2 separate regions of the Tachysurus vachellii genome follow, and region 2 is linked to region 1. The links are chromatin contacts, called in public Hi-C maps. All regions are on one chromosome and are shown on one strand. Each heading gives the region's core, a stretch centred on a gene start, on an enhancer-like site or on the middle of the called end of the contact. The rest is flanking DNA. Distances are from core to core; before and after follow the strand shown. Region 1 holds the start of dsela (dermatan sulfate epimerase like a). Region 2 holds the start of si:dkey-181m9.8.

Region 1 (3,961 bases), core at 600-3,099:
TAAAACCAGTTGTAGTTGGAATCTGCGATTCCTACAGTTCTTTGAAACCCAGGGAGCACAGTGGCATAGTAGAACATGAAGTGGGCTCTCAGCCAGTTGTTATTCTTATTGTCGATTTCAAAATGACGTGACGCTAAGAAAACGTATTGAGTGATTGATTTGGCCGTGTAGCTCCCGTATGCCACACCTTCATCCAGGGAACCATCAACGATGTGGTTCAAGAGGAACATAGTCTTTTCCATGTAGTTCACTGCGACCTGCTTCCACATCATGGTCTCACGATCTTTGTGGACACCGGTTACAATAGCTCCCGTAAGGATAGCTAGTATGTTTGTAGTCTGGTGATTTTGTAGAAACTGACGACCCCAACCTCTATGTTTGGACAGTTCATAAAGTTCTGCCGTTACAGCACGAATCTTCTTAAGGTAGCGAACCTTTCTCTGGGTGTCCAGATAGGTATAAACGAAGTCATAAGCTGTAGCAAAGCCAGTGAGGGAATGGGATATTGGAACCTCATCATTTGGTGCACTAGTCACCATCCAGTTAGGATAATCAGCCATACGATCCATGTACTTAATTAAAAACTGGAATGCGGTGCTGTCTTCAGGTTGGAGTAGACAGTACAGAGCAAGCGGCGGAAGGTTATTACCGTAAATCTCATTCCATTTCTTTGCGAATTCCTCGTGGTTCATGGGTGGCAGATAGAGTGACGGGCTGTCGAGCATGATCGTCACGGCATTCCGTATGACTTTAAATACGTGTCCATGTGTACCGGCAGCTTTCTTTTTCAGTCGTCGCACTTCTGTCAGGTCAAAATAAAGGTTGGGGTGGATGTTTGATGGCATGAGAAATCCTCTCTCTGTGGTTGTGTTGGTGTTCGTATGGAAATCTGCCCGCACGTCGTGCTCACTGACTGTGCCATATTTGCCTGAAGGGTCAAATATCCCAGAGAAGGAAAATCCCAAATTCACAAGACATAGCAGAAGCGCAGAATTCACCATGCATAAAGCCATGATCTAAAAGACAGATGTGGGTTGTTGTTTTTTCTTTCTCCTCAAAAAACACTCCTCCTTAACAAAAAAAAAAAACTGCTTCTAATTTCTACTCACGTCTACAGCAATTTTAGGAGGTGAATCATGCTTTCAAGACAGAAGAATTTCACATGGAGTGTTTGGGTACTTGCCAAGTTCTTGATGAATTTCCGTTGCACTGAATTCGTATGGAGGAAAAAGTTTTTGTGGTCTAGGTAGACCACCACCAAACCACCAGGTTTATGAAGATTTCCTTCATTGTAGATCATGAAAACATAACACAGTCCTGAACATTGTTTGTGAGGAGAAAGCTTGTGTAATACATGCATCATCCATGACTAAACATCCCCATGTTCTTTTCCTATCTCTCTTGTTCAGTCCTTTTGGTTTGACACCATAAGTCCTTCACTTTCATCTGGCAATCTCTTCCACACGTGGTTTCCATGGAGTCAGTTCCAAATTGTGTTATTTTCCTGTACAAAAGATAAACGTGCGCATGTAAAGCGCCTTCTGAGAGAATTCACGTCGGTGTTTTGCGTCCACGGCTCCGTTGCCTAACACATCTGATGTCGATCTGCGCATGCGCGGCAACAAGTCCCTTTATTTCGACGCAAAAACAAGCCAATACCAATCTTTTTTACCTCAATTTACTGAGCCGAATATGCACTCGTGACGTGCCAGAACACGTTAGCAGCCTCAAGCGACGACAAAAACAAGCACAAACTTGCTAAATATAAGTCCTAACCGCAGAAAGAGGAATGATGGCGAGTGATGCCGAGACGTACCCGGAAGTTACGTACAGCGCAACTGTAGAAAAATGCATATATTATAAAACGCGAGATTCCGGAAAAAATAAACCAGCTTTTTATCAAAGAAAATCATTTGTTGTTTAGTTACTCGCCATTTTAATATCAATTCCGTCTCTCGATATGGATTCTTTCTCCAAACTGTGCAGCCTATTTCCTGTCAATAGGTGGCGCGTGGATACCGGAAATGCAAAACAAGTCATTAATTTCTGATCTGTTTGTTTATTTATAACAGTAGCTGATAGCCACTCAAAGTCTAAAGGTCCTTTAAATTGATTGTGCCCAAAAGTAAACTAAAGTAAAATAGTACTTTAGAAAGCTGAACACAAAGGTTTTCACACCTTTAGGACAAAATTAAGGAAGCCAAAGTAATGAAATTATTTAAGCAGCATTACTGAGTGTGTTTTGGGCTTTACAAATGATCTTTCTTTCTTACAAGCAACGGAATCTGATCAATCTGCCTCAAATTAGATTAAAACATGAGTTCAAAAGTGTCCAAATTCGATTCTAAATTAGATTTAAGCACTTTAATATCGTGCATTTCCATCCTCAGCCTTTCAAAACAGCCTCTAGTGTGTTTCATACACTCTGTAATAAGAAGGTAGTTTGTGAGACATACTGTTTGTGTGAGTTACAAACAGTATTATAAAACACTATTTTTACAAGCCACATCATAAGGTACAAATGATGTTACCCTCTAAAGTGGCTTTAAAAAAGCACAAAGGAACAGGAACCAAGTCGTTTTGTGGTTGCTCCACAACATTAAAATTTAACTATACATGGATAAAAAAAATGCATGACGCATCATCCTTAAATAAAACGTGCTAGTGTTTGGCACATTGCAGTGCTTTAGCAGAATAAAACATTTCATTCTGTGCAGTAAAAACAGAGGGATAGAAGTGATTCTGGTTCACTACAAAACCTTGTTGTTGATTGTGTTTTATTTTATCAAGCGTAAGGATTAAACTTAAAACTTCCCTGAGAACCGTAGCATTTGTGCTGATACAGTGTTACAAAATGCAATACGAATTACAAATAATGAATTATCTGAGTTTATTATTATTATTTATAAATTGAAAATCTGAGTTTCATGAATGATTAATACATTTTCTCATAACACAGTGCAGAGTGCAGAGTTGTCTACTTCAACACAGTTAATGAGAGTAATTTGTCGAACAGCACTTTGCTGAGTTAATGTGTGTGTGTGTGTGTGTGTGTGTGTGTGTATGTGTATGTGTTAGAGCAGATAAATCAGACAAATTCTCAAAGTAATGGTAGTCGAGGACCAGGGCTGGGAGCCATGTTTGTGGTGCTGTTAATCTTTTTTCTTGTCTTCAGAGTGTTTCAGCGCTGCTCTCTTCCTGTGAGTGACCGCAGGACGAGCGCCATCATCTGCTGTTTCATCATCCACTCGCTCAGCAGTACAGATTCCCATGACAATGAATCCAATCACAAACAGTGGCAAGGAAATAAGAAAACACGTACCAAAGGGAGCTGAGGCGAAACTCATCTGAGCGAGAAATAAATGTTAGGAATCACATAGGAAAAAAAATTGCCTTAAATATTTCTCCAATATTTGTTCAAGATGAGAGAGGCTTCTTTACTTCACATTCACCTTCCCTACTGAATCAGTGCTCACCTTTACAGCAGACGTCGCACGATAATAAAGTCTTTTTATCTGCCGCAGGAATCCATTCCCTCCGAGTAACTGAAACATAAACATAAAGTTAAGGTTAAACATGAAGCCCAGAAAAGATTGAACAAAATAGTGGATGTAATCTGACCTCAGATCTTCCAGTCAGGATGCTATTGAGGAACTGGAAAAGATCTTCAATGGTCTCGATCGTAGATCCAGGAAGATAATATCCATCGATGGACATGTTCATGACAATGAGAAAAGGCATTGGCAACTCGCTGAGGAAAGGAAAAGAATAATGGAATGTTATAGTTACAATATTCAAGAAAATGGAAAGAATTCTATTTTGAAAGGAAGATAAAAGGTGAGCAGGTCAAAATAAAGTCTCATGTCCTTGCAATATGCTTCAGGTGAGGAGAGACTGAGTCACCAGCCTGCTCATTGTTCTCCAAGTGTGAATCCCATCACATCCTAAGCTGGTGGTCAGA
Region 2 (3,961 bases), core at 971-3,470, 320 kb before region 1:
GCTATGAAGCAGCGCCCCTGGAGCAGGGAGGGTTAAGGGCCTTGCTCAAGGGCCCAACAGTGGCAGCTTGGCAGTGCTGGGGCCTGAACCAAGATCCTCCAATCAATGACACAGAGCCTTAAACACTTGAGCCATTAGTACCCACAATGCTAAGAACTTTAAAAATAGTGAACTGTAAACTTTAAAAAAAAAAAAATGCTTACCAGAAATAAATGTAAGTTTTGACAGTACTGAACTATCATACATTTTGCAAACAGGGCTGGTTCATATTAATATATCTATTAATTGATAACTTTTTTATAGATGACTATATGGCTCGTCCTGTAGATTCTTACGTGCTTTCCTGCTAGATTTGGAGTCTAATGTCTTAGAGTTATTTATTCCAGTTTGAACAGGATTACTCATCAACAGAGTGTAAACCGGAAAATCTTGCTTCTGGAGACAAGGTTTCACCGCTGTGGGACATTAGTATTCATGTTTACAAAAAAATGCATCAATGCAAGCTGAGATTTTTACAAAAATGGCTGGATGGACGGATTTACCAAAAAGTTCCTTTGTTGTTATTAACAGAATAGTCATATAGTGTACGTTTTAGTCATATAAAATATATCAGTTACTTACCCACCTTTGTGGGTAAACATGTGGTCAATAAACATGATTCTGATTTATCAGAACATACAGAACAATGAGGGGAACCGTGTCATAGGTATTCGGGTGACGTCACATGCTCGTTTTCACTCGCCCCCAAAAGTATTGACACACCAGCATACCGGGGAAGTCGTGGCCTAAAGGTTAGAGAGTCTGACTCCTAACCCTAAGTTTGTGGGTTCGCCCTTGAGCAAGGCACCAAACCCCCCCAACTGCTCCCCGAGCACCACAGCATAAATGGCTGCCCACTGCTCCGGGTGTGTGTCCACGGTGTGTGTGTGTTCACTGCTGTGTGTGCACTTTGGATGGGTTAAACGCAGAGAACAAATTCTGCATATGGGTCACCAAACTTACCATATGTCACGTCACTTTCACTTTCTTTGGGAATACTTGCTCCGACAAGCCAACATCAAAGTTTGTCACGACAAACTTTACAAATCTAGATTAATTTTTCATTTTACAGTTCAATATAAGTACAAGTAGAAACGAGGTGTAAACTTTTGCACTCACTTTGGTGAACGTAAAATAAATTAGCGCATGATTACATTAATTTACATAAAATATGTCTAAGAATACATTAAAATTTATTAATTAATTGTATATTTAATTATTAAATAAAAATTGTATATCACAATTATTTAATTGTATTTATTAAATAATTGTATTCTTAGACATATTTTATATAAAGTAATTATTTCTATAATAATTAACAACAACAACAATAATAATAATATTCATTGTTTTTATTATTATTATTATGGTTATAATTATAATAATAACCATAACCATAATAACCATAATAATAATAATAATAATAATAATAATTGTTTTTCTTATTTTTTAATTAAAGTTATTATTATTATTTTATAATAACACTAATAATAATAATATTCTTTGTTTTTATTATTATTGTTATTATTATTGTTGTTATGATAATAACAACAACAATAATAATAAAAATAATAATTGTTTTTATTATTGTTATTAATGTTATTATTTGTACAATAATAATAATAATAATAATAATAATAATAATAATAATAATAATAATAATAATAATAATCACTGTTATTATTATTAAAGCTCAGAGACACATTTATTTTTAGGGGCAGCTGCCACCCATTAGGCCACGCCCACTGAAACGCCATTCTATTAGTAAACACAAACTCCTACACATACAAAGCCTAAATTATCTTTTACATTAAATGACCTTCATTACAAAATCATTTGGTCAACCACATTATTGTGTCACGTTTATTCAGTGTGTACTGTTGAATAAACGAATAAGATACCGCTACGATGCTAAGTATGGCGTTTGTATTGTAGCTAGATGCTAATAAACTGTTACCTCTGCTAGCGTTTTAAACTCCGAATCAGAAGTCACACGGGTCATTCTGAAACTTCTGTATCTTCTTAAACTACGTGCAGAGGTTTGCACCGCTGGCCGGTTCTGTCCCAATGAAACTCCATATCCACAAGTTCCCACACAACGCCAAGTTGACAGCTAAAGTCAGAGTTTCTGTTTTTCCGTCACCGGAGCTCTAAAGCGAAAAGTAGCCTTACTAGCGTACTAGATAGTACGTGACTACGTAACGCTGCGTACTACTGATGCGCACTAAACTAGTACGGAAGTCTGCGTAATCTCATGCTTAAAGCGTGAATACGTACGGTGACGCAGGGCGTAGATATATATATCATACGCGAGTTAGATACACAGCTTTACTTCCGGGTACGTATAACGTGAGAGTCTGAGCAACGGCGACATAAACCCCGCCCACTGTTGGTATGAAAGCTGGGGATTTGTTTATTATTATTATTATTATTATTAATAATTATAATAATAATAATAATAATAATTCTATAGCAGATTTCATCATACATAAAACATGCAATTAAAATCTAATGTAAAACAATAATAAAATTAATAATAACTCCAATTATTATTATTCATTATTATAATTAGTATTGTTATTAATACCACTACTACTACTACTGCTCCTACTAATAGTAATAATAATAATGTTCATTCATTCTTTACAATAAGTGTAAAGTAAATTCATATTATTACGTTATATTAATTATATAGATTAACATTGTTGTTATGTATAAAATTTCATTTTAAATCCATAAGAATAAAACATCTAAATTAATTACTAGTTAATTATTGTTTAATTTTGTATAATAACTATTAAGCGCTTCTTCTTCCTCCTCTTCTTCTTCTTCTTACTATTATTATTACTTTATATAATAGTAATTAAACCACAGGAATATTTATGACATACTATATAGTTTAAGCGTCTAAAATATTTCCTTTTACACTAAAATTTTAGGGTGACTGTAAAAAAAAACAGACCGCAGGGGGCAGTATAGCTCCTAAAATCAATCTGCTGTTTATTACCCTGCGGTCCAAGGCAACCAGGTCTTTATTGGCATAGTTGATGGCACATAAAGTTGATGGGGGTTAAATGTGGCGTGGAGGCCATCAGACACGTCCAGGCCTTGTGTATAATTCAAAGCATTCCATCTTTTCATTCTGGCAACCCTGAACAAAACCCGAGGCTCAGAAAGAAACAGGAACAAGTCATTGTTAAAAAAAAAGAAAGAAAAAAGAAAGAAAGCAAGGAGAAAGACAAAGAAAAAAAAGGCCTAAATTCTTATATACTTCACCTATAGTTTTTCACAGAGAGCAAATAAGATCAGATAGAAGGGAAAAGGAGACTTTACATTCTTTTATTTAATCCTGTATCCTGGAGCTCAAGTCTGAGTAATCTTACACATGTGTGGTCTTCTTGAGTTTCAGCAGACATATTAGGAGGGAAGAGACACAGTGTGCTGCCAAGATAATGATTCTCAAGTTTATCTGCAAAAGACAGAGCGCTTAAACATGTCTTACCCTAGATGAGATAGGATTCTCAATGATGATATGAATTACTGTTATAATTATTATCCAGATCATATCAGTGCTCTGGATCAACAGATCTCATCTCTTTCTTTAATCACGACCAAGACGTCCTTCACAAAATACGATACCTAAATGAAACACGAGTCTCCTGAGGATTTAAATATATACCGGTTAACAATAGAATTGGCAAAATGATACGACTCCTTAATTGTTAACTTGATATTTGACGATATGCAATACAATTCAGTTTAGTCAGTTCAAATCCCTATGTGACCTGCTTTGCTCAGAACTTGTAGTGGATCTGCTGTTAATTCACAAACATGATGATGATGATGATGTTGTGATGAAGAATATTTAAAAGTATCAGAGTTAGAGCAGATTAGCTGGCTAACCATACTAACAATGACATGG

Evidence for each region. Hi-C and Micro-C count contacts between places; a contact is called where the count stands out from the background.
Region 2: a Hi-C map of blood shows a contact between it and region 1, with 3 times the contacts expected there. The contact joins the promoter of si:dkey-181m9.8 here to the promoter of dsela in region 1. A contact is called at or near these places in 2 of 3 Hi-C or Micro-C datasets (blood and muscle).

What each region holds. Positions count from the first base shown.
Region 1 is chr1:14,255,082-14,259,042 of HZAU_Pvac_v1, reverse strand. dsela (dermatan sulfate epimerase like a) reads right to left here and starts at 1,849. Exons shown (of 1, transcript XM_060873748.1): 1 at 1-1,849. The coding sequence starts at 1,013. It overlaps tmx3a (thioredoxin related transmembrane protein 3a), which reads right to left. Exons shown (of 16, transcript XM_060859794.1): 14 at 3,622-3,751; 15 at 3,477-3,545; 16 at 2,976-3,347. The coding sequence ends at 3,153.
Region 2 is chr1:14,570,999-14,574,959 of HZAU_Pvac_v1, reverse strand. It overlaps si:dkey-181m9.8, which reads right to left and starts at 2,220. Exons shown (of 22, transcript XM_060873800.1): 1 at 1,997-2,220. The coding sequence starts at 2,041.